3 separate regions of the Mus musculus genome follow, and all the other regions are linked to region 3. The links are chromatin contacts, called in public Hi-C and promoter capture Hi-C maps. All regions are on one chromosome and are shown on one strand. The core of a region is the stretch at or near the end of the contact, and the rest is flanking DNA. Distances in the headings are between cores, read along the strand shown.

Region 1 (4,491 bases), core at 577-3,076, 220 kb before region 3:
CACATGCCATTAATTGCAGCACTGGTGTGTGTGTGTGTGTGTGTGTGTGTGTGTGTGTGTATGTGTGTGTGTGCGCGCGCGCGCGCGCGTGTGTGTGTGTGTGTGTGTGTGTGTGTGTGTGTGTGTGTGTGTGTGTAGAGGCAGACAGATCAAGACCAGCCTCATCTATATGATGAGTTCCAGAACAGCCAGGGCTACATAGAGAGATCCCTATCTCAAACACAACAAACAACAACAACAACAACAACAACAACCCAAGGTAGACAACACTTGACTGTTGAGGCTTGAGGACTGAAGCCCAAGGTTGTCCTCTGATCTCCACATTCGTTCATTGCAGGCCCGAGTGCGGACACACACACACAGACACACAGACAGACATACACACAGATAGACATACACACACAGACATACACACACAGACCACACACAGACGTACACACACAGACAGACATACACACAGACAGACATACACACACAGACACACACACAGACATACACACAGACACACACACAAACATACACACAGACACACACACAGACACAGCACAGAGACATACATACATACATACATACATACATACATACATACAGACAGACACACACACACACACACACACTGAGAAAACAAACTTAAAGCCAGTGATAAGAAAGTCTGACTTAGAGATGGAGGTAGGGCTGGGTTGTACAGCCCTTTTGTAGACTTTCTGAAGTTCTGAGTTCCATATATACGTGTGATATCTTTGTGTGGTATGAGGTTGGAATCCAATGCCTATGTATGCTAAATAAGCACTCTAGGGTTCAGAGTCCCAGATTGTTCTTGCTTTATAATGCATCTTTCTGTGGATGCATCTTATAATGTTAAGTTATTATGCCAATTATTATGTAATTAGAAACTTAAAAAAGAGACACTCCTACCTGTCTAGTTTTAGGCAGTGCCTAATAAAATTCTTTTATGGGCAGAAAGAGGGCTCAGCAGGTAAAGGTCCTTGGATGGCCCAAGTTCAACCCGAGAACTCATACAGTAGAAGAGAGCTGCTAGCTGTTCTCTGATCGACATATACTCCCACATCATGGCACATGTGTGCACCTGTGTGTGTTCGTGCGCACATACCCTACATTGTAATTAAAAGAATTCTTTTTTTAAAAAGATCACTGTAAGCCGGGTGTGGTGGTGCATGCCTTTAATCCCAGTACTTGGGAGGCAGAGGTAGGTGGATTTCTGAGTTGGAGGCCAGCCTGGTCTACAGAGTGAGTTCCAGGACGGCCAGGGCTACACAGAAACCCTGTCTCAAAAAACCAAACCAAACCAACCAACCAACCAACCAAACAACCAAACAAAAAAACAAAGAGCACTGTAGCAGCCTGGTACTTGGCCATATGATCCTTATGATTTGTGTGGGCTGGATTCTGAGTCTCAAATTGGCTGGGTAAAGTGCAAGAACAGACATCTGACCACCTTGGCTGTGGGTTGGCAGCACGCCCTCCCAGAGTGTCTGATCCCACTCTCAAATTTAATTGGAACCATTGTGTGGTGTTTTACATATCCTTGTAAACCACTTAGATGCTTTTCTGGAAGGAAGAAAAGTCCAAATAAATATATAAGCCCCAAGCCACCTCAGCTTGCTGATTAAATTACCCAGTCTCAAATTCGATTCTATCCTCATTTTATTAAGAGGCAGCTGCTTGCTCTCTTCCAGTTGGCTAATCCTCCCTCAGCCAGTGCTCAGGGGGTGGCTGCCCCCAGGGAACCTAGCCACAATCCCTCTGTCTCAGGAAGCTTTTTTCTTTTCTTCATTTTAGCAGAGTTGGGGATAAACCTCAAGGCTGGCATGACTACTAAGCCAGTACTCACTGGGGGATTCTAGGCAGGGGCTCTGCCACTGAGCCACGCCCCCAGCCCCTCATTGGGGGATTCTAGGCAGGGGCTCTGCCACTGAGCCACGCCCCCAGCCCCTCATTGGGGGATTCTAGGCAGGGGCTCTGCCACTGAGCCACGCCCCCAGCCCCTCACTGGGGAATTCTTGAAAGGAGCTCTATCATTGCCCTGTGTGTCTCAGGCTTAATTAACCCTGAGTCTATTATGGAGCCCTGTGCTTAATTGGGACAGCAGCTTCCATGAAAGTATTTGAAAACTCCAGCTCACAAAATGTGATTTGAAGAAGAGGTACTTGAGGGCATAGCTTATCCTCTTAGAGCCCATTAGTGGACATATTAAGATGGGAACCAGAACTCAGGAAAAAAGAGTGCCTGGGAGGCTCGAGAGATGACCCTCTTTTACAGAGGACCTGAGTTCAGTTCTCAGCGCCCATGAGAGGTAGCTCACAAGTACATGTAACTAAAGCTCCAGGGCTCAAACGCCCTCTTTTGGCTTCAAAGGGCACTGCACTCATGTGCATATACCACTCTCCCCCACCCCGCCCCAATTAAAATAAAGTATTTGAAAAGCACATCCCTGCCTTTTGATAAGATTATGGGGTGGCTCAGGAGGTGCCTTGGTTGGAATTATATTGGATAAGGTAGAACCAGAAGCCACTGGTTGCACGAGAGGTTTAGGGACTCATGCTTTCCTGTAAATGCGTTTTCTGGTGAGATTCCTAGAAGCTGAAGGATTGGAACTGGTGATGGTGTGGGACCCCTAACTCTGCCAGACAGAGGCTTCAACTGGGTGAGGGGCCCCTCCCTCTTCTCATGTGCCCAAGATTTTCCTCTCTCTCTCTCTCTCTCTCTCTCTCTCTCTCTCTCTCTCTCTCTCTCTCTCTCTCTCTCTGTATATGTGTGTGTGTGTGTGTGTGTGTGTGTGTATTTGTGTGTTAATGTGAAGGCACTGAATGGCTTTTGTGGGGTCAGAGGACAACTTGTGAGAGCCAGTTTACCCCTACTCTGTGGGTGCCCAGGAGGTGAGCTGAGATTGTCAGGCTTAATGGCAAGCACTTTTACCAGTTGGGCCATCTTGCTTGCTCCACACTGTTATTTTATGCATTTCCCTGAGATAGACCATTGTGCCCCTCAGGTTAAGACCCTCCAGGAATTAGGGAGTTTGGTGCCAAGCTACATAGACCCCAGTCTTGAAATGGCATTTGGACTGTTCAACATCAAGCCTTCTAGGTCATTCCCATTCCATAGTAGTGAACTTGACTGAATATTTGAACTTAACCCTGCAGGGCAAAACTCGGGATCTTAGTGTGCTGAGACCTGGCGGCCAAACCCGAGGCATTTAATTCCACAGCTGCAGAGAACACTCCAGCGGGGCGCGTGCCATACAGACAATTATTTTAGGAAAGCCACAGAAGCTGTCTCTTCGTGGTGCTTAGATCTTGCTTCTCTTTTACAATTCAATATTTCATATGTTGGGAGAAGTGTCTTGTTTGCTTCAAAGGACATGCCAGGAAGCACAGGCCGGAGATGCTAATTATGTGGACGGGGCTGCTTTGTTTTTGCATAATGAGAATCTTTGAGGGGAGCTCTAGCCTAATTGCTTGGGGACCTGAGCCAGTGGGAGGATATATAGGCAGGGACATTTGGGCTCCTGTTCTTTGTTCAGTTTTGAAAGAACTGGATTTGCTTTGAAAGGAGGCTAAGCAATTGTGCTTTCTTTGGGGAACAAGGGGAAGCCTTTTGTGGGCCATTTTTCCTGTGTTAGACTGAGTTCCTGGCTGAGCCTAGTGAACCAAGCCTGTAGTACCAGCTGCCTGGACACAAGAAGCATACAAGACCAGCCTGGGTAACTTAGTGAGACTCTACTTCAAAAGAAAAAGTAAGAGATGGCTCAACAGTTAAGAGCACTGACTGCTCTACTAGAGGACCTGGGTTCAATTCCTGGCACCACCATGGCAGCTCACAACTCTAACAGTTTCATGGGTCCTATGCTGTCTTCTGATCTTCCCAGGCAGGCATTTAATGCACAGGTATACATGGAGGCAAAACAAAGACCACAGTATCCAGGTACCCAGACATCCTGAAAACTAATCCGGAACGGAGCCACTTTGTTTACTGGAGGCTCTCGTGGGAGTTGCAGAAAATGAGCCTGTGTACCCAGAGTTGATGAGCAGCCCCCAGGCCTCCTGGCTCTGTAAGACTTCCTGGAGTAGCCAGAAGTTTTCTAATAGAAACCAGCCATGGTGATACTTGCCTGTTATTCCAGAACTCCAAGGGTATAGATAGGCAGAAGTATCAGACCAGGTCATCCTTGGCTACACAGTGCGTTCGAAGCCAGCCTGGGATACATGAAATCTTGTCTCAAAACAAAAAAACTAAGCAAAATGAACAACAACAACAACAACAACAAGTGTTCTACAGGTAGCTGGTTGTGGTGGTACGTGCCTTTAATACCAGTACTGGAGAGGCAGTTGGATCTTGTGAATTCAAGGCCAGTCTGGTAAACAAGGCAAGTTACAGGATAGCTTAGACTATTACACAGAGAAACCCTGTCTGGAAAAACCAAAACCAAACCAAACCAAACCAAACCTTTAAGAGTTCTCTGACAAAGGACTG
Region 2 (4,649 bases), core at 1,755-4,254, 150 kb before region 3:
TGAAGGCTTAGAACAGAGAGCCCTGTTGCAGGAGTAGAAAGCAACAAGTCCTGCCCAGTGTGTCAGGACAGTGGCAGGAGACTAAAGCAGGATGGGTGACTTCAAGGCCAGCCAGGCTCCAGTGTGAGAGCCTACCAAAAATAAATAGATAAAATATAAAAAGAAGAAACTAAATATTGATCATTTTAATTAAGTTAAAACTTGCCAAGGGTAAAATTACGAGTCATAGTTTTAAACAGTTTATTACAAATTGGTTTTCTCTTCCCCTCCCCCCTTTTTTCCAGAGACATGGTCTCTCTGTAGCCCTGGCTGTCCTGGGGCTCTGTAGTCCAGGCTGGTCGTCTTGAACTCAAGAGATCTGTCTACCTTTGCCTTTTGAGTGCTGGGATTAAAGGTGTACACCACCACTGCCCAGCTACAAATCACTTTTTTTTTTAAAGATTTATTTATTTATATGTAAGTACACTGTAGCTGTCTTCAGACACTCCAGAAGAGGGCGTCAGCTCTCATTACAGATGGTTGTGAGCCACCATGTGATTGCTGGGATTTGAACTCTGGACCTTTGGAAGAGCAGTCGGGTGCTCTTACCCACTGAGCCATCTCACCAGCCCCTACAAATCACTTTTTAAAAATGAAAACTGATGGTAAACAAGAACATTATCAAGGAGGAGGAGGAGGGAAGATCTTGACATAGCATAGGACAAAATTGTAAAAACAGAAACATAACAGGGTACTTTGTGAGATCACAGAAAAGTCTGGGCAAAGTGTAAGAAGTTCAGAATTCCTTCCGAGATAAAGGACTGGCACCTGCTGAGGTCAGCTCGGTCTTTGAAAGTTTCATTATAGGACTGGAGATACGTCTTAGTAGCAAGAGTGTTTGCCTAGGTAAGTTCAAGGTTCAATCCCCAATACTGAGTAGAGACAACCTTTCTATATGGCTTGGTGTGGTGGCGCTCACCAACAACTCCAGTACCCGTAAGGTAAAGGCAGAAATATGTAGGGGCCAACCTGGCTGACACACTGAAGCCCTAAATCAAAGGAGACCTCTCCCCACTGTCTGTAAATCTTGCTCCAACCAAGAGATCAGATTGGGTTTGATGACTTCACATCCTACATATAAGGAAACAATGTATTCATGGAAGTGGTTCATTCTGTAGGGAAAAAAAAGGAACAATAAATTTAGGACCCCCTTCTCCCTTTGTGTATTTATGTGTACATAATGTGTATGTTGGTGTATGTGTGCATGTGGACATGCGTCAGGTGCCTTCCTTGATAACTCTCCACCTTTTATACTGAGGCAGGGTTTATTGCTGGACACGGAGCTCATCACTGCAGCCACTGCAGCCGTCTACTGCAGCCCAGCTCTTGTGTCTCTGTCCTCTGAGTGCTTGGGATTATAAGCAGCCACTACGCCTGCCCACTTTTCACCTGAGTTTTGAGGATCCAAACTACAATTTTCATGATGGTAGAGGCAAGTGCTTTATCACTGAGCCATTTCCCTACCTCTGGTGTGTTTTGCAAGACAAGGTCTCATCCTGGAACTTGGGATTCCTGATTAAGAATAGGTTGGCTAACCAGTGAACCCCTGAGATGCTCTCATTTCCACCTCTCAAGCATTGGGATTACAAGTGCATGCCAGCACATCAGCACATCCAGTTTTTTGGGTTTTTTTTTTTTTTTTTTTTTTGGTTATTGTTGTTTTTAAATCTGAGATGGTTTCACTGTGTATCTCTGGCTGTCCTAGAACTCACTATGTCAAACTCACAGAGCTTCTGACTATGCCTCCCAAGTGCTGAGATTAAAGGCCTCAATCACTATACTTTTCTGGTACCACAGTTTTTTGAGACACATTCACACTGTACCTGGAGCTCACTAATTCAGATAGACTGGCCAAGAGCCAAGGACACCCCCAGAAATCCTCCCATTTCCCCCACTCCACCGCAGGAGCTACAGGTGCAGTCCCTACACTTGACTTAAAATTGTACTGAGGGTCTGATCTCAGACCCTCACACTCACCTGGGAAGCAATTACCAGCTGAGCCCCAATCCCTTTTTTCCCCTCTAATTTCTTTATTAGATTTATTCTTTTTATGTGTGCTTTACCTATATGCATGTATGTATGCTCACCATGTGCATATGTGATGCCAGAGATCAGAAGAGGGTATAGGATGCCCCTGAACTGGAATTACAGATGATTGTGAACCACCATGTGCTAGGAATTGAACTAAGGTCCTCTGTAAAAGCAACAAGTGTTCTTAATCTCTAAGCTATTTCTCTAACCAACTAATGATGATGATGATGATAAATTTTTATTTTGTGTATGGTGTTTTGCTTGCAGGTATGTCTGTTTACCACATTCATGCAGTATACTTGGAGGTCAGAAGAAGGCATTGGATTCCCCTGGAACTGGAGTTACATGGGAATTGAGTTCAGATCTTCTGGAAGATCAGCTAGTGCTCTTACCTGTTGATCCATCTCTTTAGCTCCCTTCCCTGTTTGTTTGTTTGTTTTTTTTTTAAGATTTTTTTTTTCTGGGTGGTGATGGTGGTACTCAGCACTTGGGAGGCAGATGCAGGTGGATCTCTGAGTTCAAGGCCACCCTGGTCTACAGAGTGAATTTCAGGACAGCCAGAGCTTTGCAGAAAAGTCCTATCTTGAGAAACCAGAAAGAAATATATTTCACTTTTATTATTTATTTGTGTGTATGTATCTGTTTGTGTGTACACCTGTGTGCAAGTGCCACTAAAGGCCAGAAGAGGGCATCAGATCCCTAGGAACTAGAGTTGCAGGTGGTTGTGAGCTGCCCAGTGTGGGTGCTGGGAACTAAAAGAGCATCAAGCGTTCTTAAGCAATGAGTCATTAATCTAGCTTCTGTATATGTGGGTTTTTTCTTGTTCTTCGAGACAGCATTTCACATTAGGTAATCCAGGCTAACCAGCCCTGCTGTCTGAGCTTCCAAAGTGCCAGGAAGAAGGGTGTGTGTCACTGCTCCTAGCACCGAGGAGCTGTGCTTTCTAAAGAACGTACAGGAAATGCTTCAAAGGGACTAGGCATGTAGGTCACGTTTTTCTAAACATCTAGATGTTTATCTCTGAACCCTAAAACCCAAATTAAGGCTCATGCACATACTAACAAAACCCACTCTGAATCAAACAGAAAATAAAGTGAAACAAAGATACTTGTTCTTTTATGAGAAAATCGACACCAGTATCTTAGAGTACTGTGTATCATCTTCATCACAATGGCGTGTTAAAATTTAGAGGCTAGGTGCTGGATGCGGTGATATAAACCTTTAATCCCGCCAGAAGGTGACAGCAAGTGGCTCTCTCTGAACTCACAGCCAGCTTTGTCTATACAGAGAGTTTCAATTTCACTCAGAGCTACAGAGTGAGACCTTCATCTCAAAAGAAAATTAGAAAGCTTAGCTGCTAGGGCTTAGGGATGTAGCACAGTAGTCCAACACTTGCCTAGCATGTGTAAGGCCTAGGTGTAGCACTCAGATCTGCAAAAACAAACAAAAAATATGATAGATATTCAGTAAATCAAAGGAGGAAATGGATAATTTGCATTCCTAACAGGGTGATGGCACTGATAGTGGACCACATTTTGACAACCAGGATACTATATTAAAACTTACAGGGAGGCTAAGGCGATAGCTCAGTGGATTGCTGTGCAAGTTCGATGACCTGAGTTCAGTTCCTGGAATCCACAGTTGCAGGAGAGAATGGACATGCATACACTGTAGCACATGTATGTCCATGATCACACACATGCATCTGCATACATGTAATTATAAAAAGTAAGAAAACCAACCAAACAAAAATATCTAATATGGGGAGAAGGCTTAATGGACAAAACATCTACTGCACAAGCATTAGAACTGGAGTTCAGGAGCTGGAGAGATGGCTCAGTGGTTAAGAGCACTGACTGCTCTTACAGAGGTCCTGAGTTCAAATCCCAGCAACAACATGGTGGCTCACAACCATCTGTGATGGGATACAATGCCCTCCTCTGGTGTGTCCGAAGACAGCTACAGTTTACTCATATACAATCAATCAATCAATCAATCTTTAAAAAACAAAACAAAATTGGAGTTTAAATCTTCAGACTCTATGTAAAGCCAGGCACAGTAATATTCACATACTCACAAATTATAGAAGTCACCTCATACCCACAATATTCATTTCTAAAGGTTAAGAAATTCACCATCAAGTGGAAACCAAAAACACTATACAGAAAATTCCAGAAATAATTTCTACGATTTATTTATTTTTTTTAAATGTATTTATTGTTCTTTGTGAGTTCAAGGCCAGACTCATCTGCATAGCAAGTTGCAGGCCAGCCAAGGCTACATAGTAAGCCTCCATCTCAAAAAGACCAAAAAACCCAAAAGAAGAAAACCAAAACAAACAATAAATGGGACCAATAAGATAGTTCAGCTCAGCTGATAAAACCAAGCCTGATGAGTTGAGCTTGACCCACTCATACACTCCCCATATGGTAAGAGAGAACCAATACTTGTAAGTTGTTCTCTGACCTCTACAAGTGTGTCATGTGTCTGCACATGTACACACAATCACACAAAAAATAAAATTATGATAAATATGTATAAATTACTGAGATCTGAAGTATGGCTAGTCAGGAATTAGT
Region 3 (4,877 bases), core at 2,058-4,557:
GACTACTGTGGGCGGTGCCACCCATGGGCAGGCGGCCCTTGTGCATGCCTATTATATTGTTGATTCCTCAGTAGTATAAGAAAGCAAGCTGAGTCAGTTAGGGAGAACAAGCTAGTGAGAAGTATTTCTCCATGGCATCTGCCTGACTCCAGGTTCCTGTCTTGGGTTTCTTCCTTGACTTCCCCTAATGATGGACTATGATTGGTATGTTTAAGTCAAATAAACTCTTTTCTCCCCAAATTAGCTTTGGTTGGTGTTTATCACATCAATAAAAAGTGAACCAGGACACACAGCAAATACAAGTAATTGAAAATACAAAGTAATCAAGGACTACAATAATTCATTATAATGTTCACACAGATAAGCCAAAGTAAAGGATCCTAAAGGCCTGTGGAAGAGAGAACTCCATGTTCATGAAAGTATCAAAGAATCGAGTATGAAAGAATCAAGGGAGCAGCTCTAGGAATACTGATGGAGCCAGAAAACCTTTCCTGAAGCTGAGGATGTATCTCAGTTTATAGAGTGCTTTCTTAACATGCACAAAGCCCCGTATTCCATTCCTTGCATAAAGTGTTCTGTGGTGGCTCACGCCTGGAATACCAGCACTCAGGTCCTGGGGGCAGGAGGAGCAGATGTCCACAGTCTTCCTGCATAGAGTTCCAGGCCTAAGAGTACTTTGCTGCTACCTTGTGGGGTGAGTTCTTATCCCTAGCCTTGACTTTCAGGTCTCTCTAGCTGTCCATACAATCTAGCTGTGCAGAGATTGTACCTGGTCCAACCTCCAGCCCCACTCTGGGGCATAGGTGCTGCCCACAGGCCTGGCTCTAAGCTCAAGTTTCTTTCTTTACATGATTGACAGGTTGTAACCCAATCTTCATAGGAGAAAACTAGACTTTTTGTGCCTGACTGAGTTCAACATTGCTAATTCCTCAGGCACTATCTTGGAAGTTTTTCTGTAGTCATGTGAGGCCTAGCTCTTAACATGGGTTTCCTTTTTGCCCTTCTCAGTGGGAGGGCAGACTTCCATGTTTTCCATATGTTGCCACCACATAGAGGAATGAGTGTCAGAGCTCAGGTTTGGCTTATGCTGCTGTAGGACCTTAAACCCAGCACACTCTTTATCTCTGGTTACTAGTCTACAGGATTTACTGAGCTGGGAAAGCTCATGTATAAACCCTTAAAAATACATTAGAACTGATGGGTATGGTGGCTCAATACTAATTCCAGTACTAGGGAGATAGAGATAGGCAGAGTTCTGTGTGTTCCAAGGCCTCAAGCTCAGCCTGCTTTACATAGAGAGACTCTGTCCCAACAACAACAACAACAAACAAACAAACATGGGAGGGAGAAGAAGGTACTTTTCTGTGAGTTTGAAGTCAGCTTCCTTTACATAGTGAACTCCCAGGACAGCCAGAGCTACATAATAGAGAGACCCTGCCTCAAACAGCCTCCCCAACTAAGAGAGAGAGAGAGAGAGAGAGAGAGAGAGAGAGAGAGAGAGAGAGAGAGAGAGAGAGAGAACATAAAAACTAAGACTTGTAAACTTGTAAGTATGTTGCCAAGCTTAATGATCTGGGTTTGATTCTCAAGACCCACGTAGTGAAAGGAGAGAATCGATGCCTGTAAGTTATTCTCTGACCTCCATAGTGTACCAAGGCACATGTGTCCATGAACACACAAAACATAGAAATGCAATAAAAGCTAAAAAGTATTTAGCAAGGTTTCCTGCAAAATCCCTAGTAAAAAAAAGGCCAAATGCATTTGCATATTTCCAACTGAAGTAAGCTGCTGGGTGGGCCACCTCTAGACTAAGAATGGCACAGAGTTCAACTGTGACTTACAGATGTTCCATCGTGGGCATCAGTGAGCAAATCCTGCAAGGGCCCCAGGTCTTATTTCAGATACTCAGGGCTAGCATCCAAGGCTAGCTCATTGTCACAACTCACCAAGACATTCAAAACCAATCTCAGGATATCTGTCTGCCAACAATTAAAGGTGGTGACAGACAGGCTAAGTCACAGAACACACACACACACACACATGCACACACACACAGAGGAAAGGAATACTGCATGGCCACTTTCATTCCTGGAGCAAACATAATATGAAGGTATAAAGCTCTTCTAGAGGGCCAGGGCTCATGCACACACACACACAGACACACACACACACACACACACACACACACACACACCCCTTTGTTTTTGTTGTTGGTCTCCTCCTCTTTCTTCTCTTCTTCCACAGGGTATCTCTATATACCAGCCCCTGGCTGTCCTAGAATTCACTTTGTAGAGTTGGCTAGCCTCAAAATCACAGATATTCGCTGGCTTCTGCCTCCTTAGTGCTAGATCAGTAGAGGACACAAAGTTTTATAGGAAAGAGATAGTACACAATCACAAGATACTGGTGTGGGCTTCTATAGGGCATCCCATTTAAGTATATCTTCAATGCATACACACACACACACACACACACACACACATATAAAATCTTGTGACTTTCTAAGTTATATTTCTCAAAGGATATAATTTATAAGGTTTAAAGATTAAGCATAGCTTAAAATTTAAATAACATTTAAAATTAAGTACAATATATTAACTTAATTTTTACTCTTACTGTTTACTCTTAATGAATATGTTTGTAAATGAAATTGTAAGATGGTTTTGTGAAGTACATTGTTCAGATTTAGGGTTGAGAGGAATGCTAATATAGTAAAATTCAAGACTATTGACATTTTGGCCCTAAGTAAGTAGAATTTGTCGCCTTACTATTTTCATTTTGTTTTGAGATGAGTTTTCACTTTGCAGTCCTGGCTGGCTTGAAACTTATTTTGTGGATCTAGCAGTCCTCGAATCAAGAAGATTGCCTGTCTCTGCCTCTGCGTGCTGTGATTGCAGGGGTGTGCTGCCATGCACTGATATTTGCTTTTAACATCTTATTTGAGATATCTTTATGAAAACACACATTTTTTCCCTCTGTATATGCAATTTTTGGCTGTATCAGTTGTGTTCACATTTTAAATTTTTCATCAGAAAGTCTCAGGGTGTGAGGCTTTCTTTTTTCATGTCCTCTTCATTTTCCCCATCTTTCTAGCTCGTTTCACTACCAACGATTAGAATTTAGCATGGTATCCAGAGAGTAAAGACTGAAGTGGTTAAATGGAAGCTATAGGCTGGTTCACAGACCTGGCAGTGCATCTGCCCAGGAAGTACAGGAACCAAGAGGAGGTAGGGAAGGAAAGGTTTGTGAGCCTCCTGAGACCCCGTACTTCCCGGTGTGTGTTTAACTTTGCACTGGGATTGGCCAATCGAGAAGGCCGTTCTCGCTCAGAAATCTTGTTCAAACTTCAATTTCATTCTTTGACTGGGCTTTTAACCTCCGCTTCAGAATCAATCGGCATCCAATTCCGGGGAACCGAAATTTCAATTCCGGAAGGACTCGGACACGGTAAACGGAAGTGAACCGCAGCTCGCCTCCGTCTCTTCCGGTGTGGCTTCGTGCGGCCCCCTTCTCTTTTTCTCGGTAGTAGCAGGCCGGCTGGGCGGGTTCTGGTGAGGCTAGGTAAGGGGATGGGCGGTGGCGGAGGTGGGGAGTGAGGCCTGGGTGTGGCCTCCATGGCGACTCCGCTGGTTCCCAGGCCGCGAGTCTCGCCCCGTTGCTTCTCAGAGGCTAGGGCCCTGCACTTCTCAGGTCCCGGCCGGGGGCCATTTCATCGGAACGATATTTGAGCTCCCCGTGCCTTCGAATGTAGCCCTTGCTGCCTCGAACGCCTTTAAGGTAATCGTACAAAATTTTTGCCTTCCAGAAAGAAGGATTTCGGCCGTTGGAATCTGTCTTCGCGCCCCATCGCTCCAGGAACCTGGCCATCCCGCTTCATTGTGAGCAGTGGGTGGAATTTGATGGAGCAGGAAAGTCCCAGGGTGAGGAGCTTCTGTCCGTTCTCATTTCCTCCACAGTCTCTCTCACTATCAACTATTAGAATTTAGTTGCTTTCGTGGAAACCGATGCATTTCATTAGTTCTTTCTGTTTCTCTCTCTCTCTCCCTCCCTTCTTCCCTCCATCCCTCTCTTGCACTCTCCCTTTCTCCTCTCCCCTCTCTCTCTCTCCCCCAAACCTCATGCATCCATTTTGAGAAAGTGTTAAATGCTCAGGCCATGCATATTTATCTGTTTGCAGACCACAAACCATCCCTTACCCCTTCCCTTCATCCCAACAATAAAGTATTAACAAGGGAAAAATAGGGAGTTTGGCACTCAAGGGATGGCTCATGAAAAACTGAAACTTGGGACTGGAGAGATGGATTAGTGATTAAGAGACCACATGTCATTTCTAGAGGATCAGATTTTAGTTCCCAGCACCCATGTTAGTGGCGTGTAACAGCCTGTAATTCCAGCTATCTGGGAATGGGGAGACCAGAGTCTCTAGGCACTTGCAGTCATGTGCGCCCCCCCCCCCTTAAATAAATAATAGAACTCTGTTAAGGAATGGGTGAGGCTTTATTTGATATGTTATTTCTCCACTGGTGAAATGAGCCAATTCAAGCCAGATTAGAATATTAGAGCAGGTTTATTGGGACGCTGCTCTCTGGTGAGTACATTGGCCCCAAGGATAGAGGCCGGGGAAGTCATTGTGTGGAGTGGGGATTGGGGGGTGGGCAGGAGAAAAGGCATCTGTGGGCAGAGAAAGAAAGTGGGGGGGGGGGGGAGGGAAGGAGAGAGAGAGAGAAAGAGAGAAAGAAAACACAAGAAAGGGGAGACCAAAGTGTTTGGTTTATATAGGGAAGAGCCTTTGTGGGAAGGGCAGCCCAGTCCCTGGCCTGGAAAGTTCAGGGTTGGGCAGGGAATGCCAGGTAGGAACTGAGGGATTCTGGGAGAAC

What was found. Promoter capture Hi-C pulls out the DNA fragments that hold promoters and counts their contacts. A called contact is a pair of places that touch in the nucleus more often than the background predicts.
Region 1: a promoter capture Hi-C map of pre-B cells shows a contact between it and region 3. The contact joins the enhancer-like site here to the promoter of Zfp26 in region 3. A contact is called at or near these places in 9 of 39 promoter capture datasets (the C10 cell line, cranial neural crest, embryonic stem cells and 4 more), 1 of 15 datasets of contacts at CTCF or cohesin (large pre-B cells), 3 of 115 datasets of contacts at active chromatin or transcription factors (acute myeloid leukemia, bone marrow-derived macrophages and embryonic stem cells) and 2 of 9 other capture datasets (adipose tissue and liver).
Region 2: a contact with region 3 is called in a Hi-C map of regulatory T cells, with 3 times the contacts expected there. The contact joins the enhancer-like site here to the promoter of Zfp26 in region 3. A contact is called at or near these places in 25 of 39 promoter capture datasets (the 3T3-L1 cell line, 3T3-L1-derived adipocytes, the C10 cell line and 14 more), 4 of 15 datasets of contacts at CTCF or cohesin (embryonic stem cells, pro-B cells and stem cell-derived epiblast-like cells), 54 of 484 Hi-C or Micro-C datasets (8-cell embryo, B cells, CD4 T cells and 23 more), 29 of 115 datasets of contacts at active chromatin or transcription factors (the 230-238 cell line, the SCID.adh cell line, bone marrow-derived macrophages and 14 more) and 5 of 9 other capture datasets (adipose tissue, embryonic stem cells, liver and 2 more).

Annotation. Positions count from the first base shown.
Region 1 is chr9:20,679,551-20,684,041 of GRCm38.p6, reverse strand. All of the region lies in intron 1 of Olfm2 (olfactomedin 2), which reads left to right. Among named protein-coding and RNA genes, the nearest start is that of Pin1, 30 kb to the right of the region's middle. Within about 2 kb of position 1,826, at least 12 of the 459 cell types and tissues checked have an H3K27ac peak or open chromatin away from gene starts, as enhancers often do. A contact at or near this core is called in pre-B cells, where this site is marked.
Region 2 is chr9:20,608,381-20,613,029 of GRCm38.p6, reverse strand. It overlaps the pseudogene Fbxl12os. Among named protein-coding and RNA genes, the nearest start is that of Gm51704, 21 kb to the right of the region's middle. Within about 2 kb of position 3,004, at least 12 of the 459 cell types and tissues checked have an H3K27ac peak or open chromatin away from gene starts, as enhancers often do. A contact at or near this core is called in regulatory T cells, where this site is marked.
Region 3 is chr9:20,458,590-20,463,466 of GRCm38.p6, reverse strand. It overlaps Zfp26 (zinc finger protein 26), which reads left to right and starts at 3,307. Exons shown (of 10, transcript NM_011753.3): 1 at 3,307-3,522; 2 at 3,806-3,920.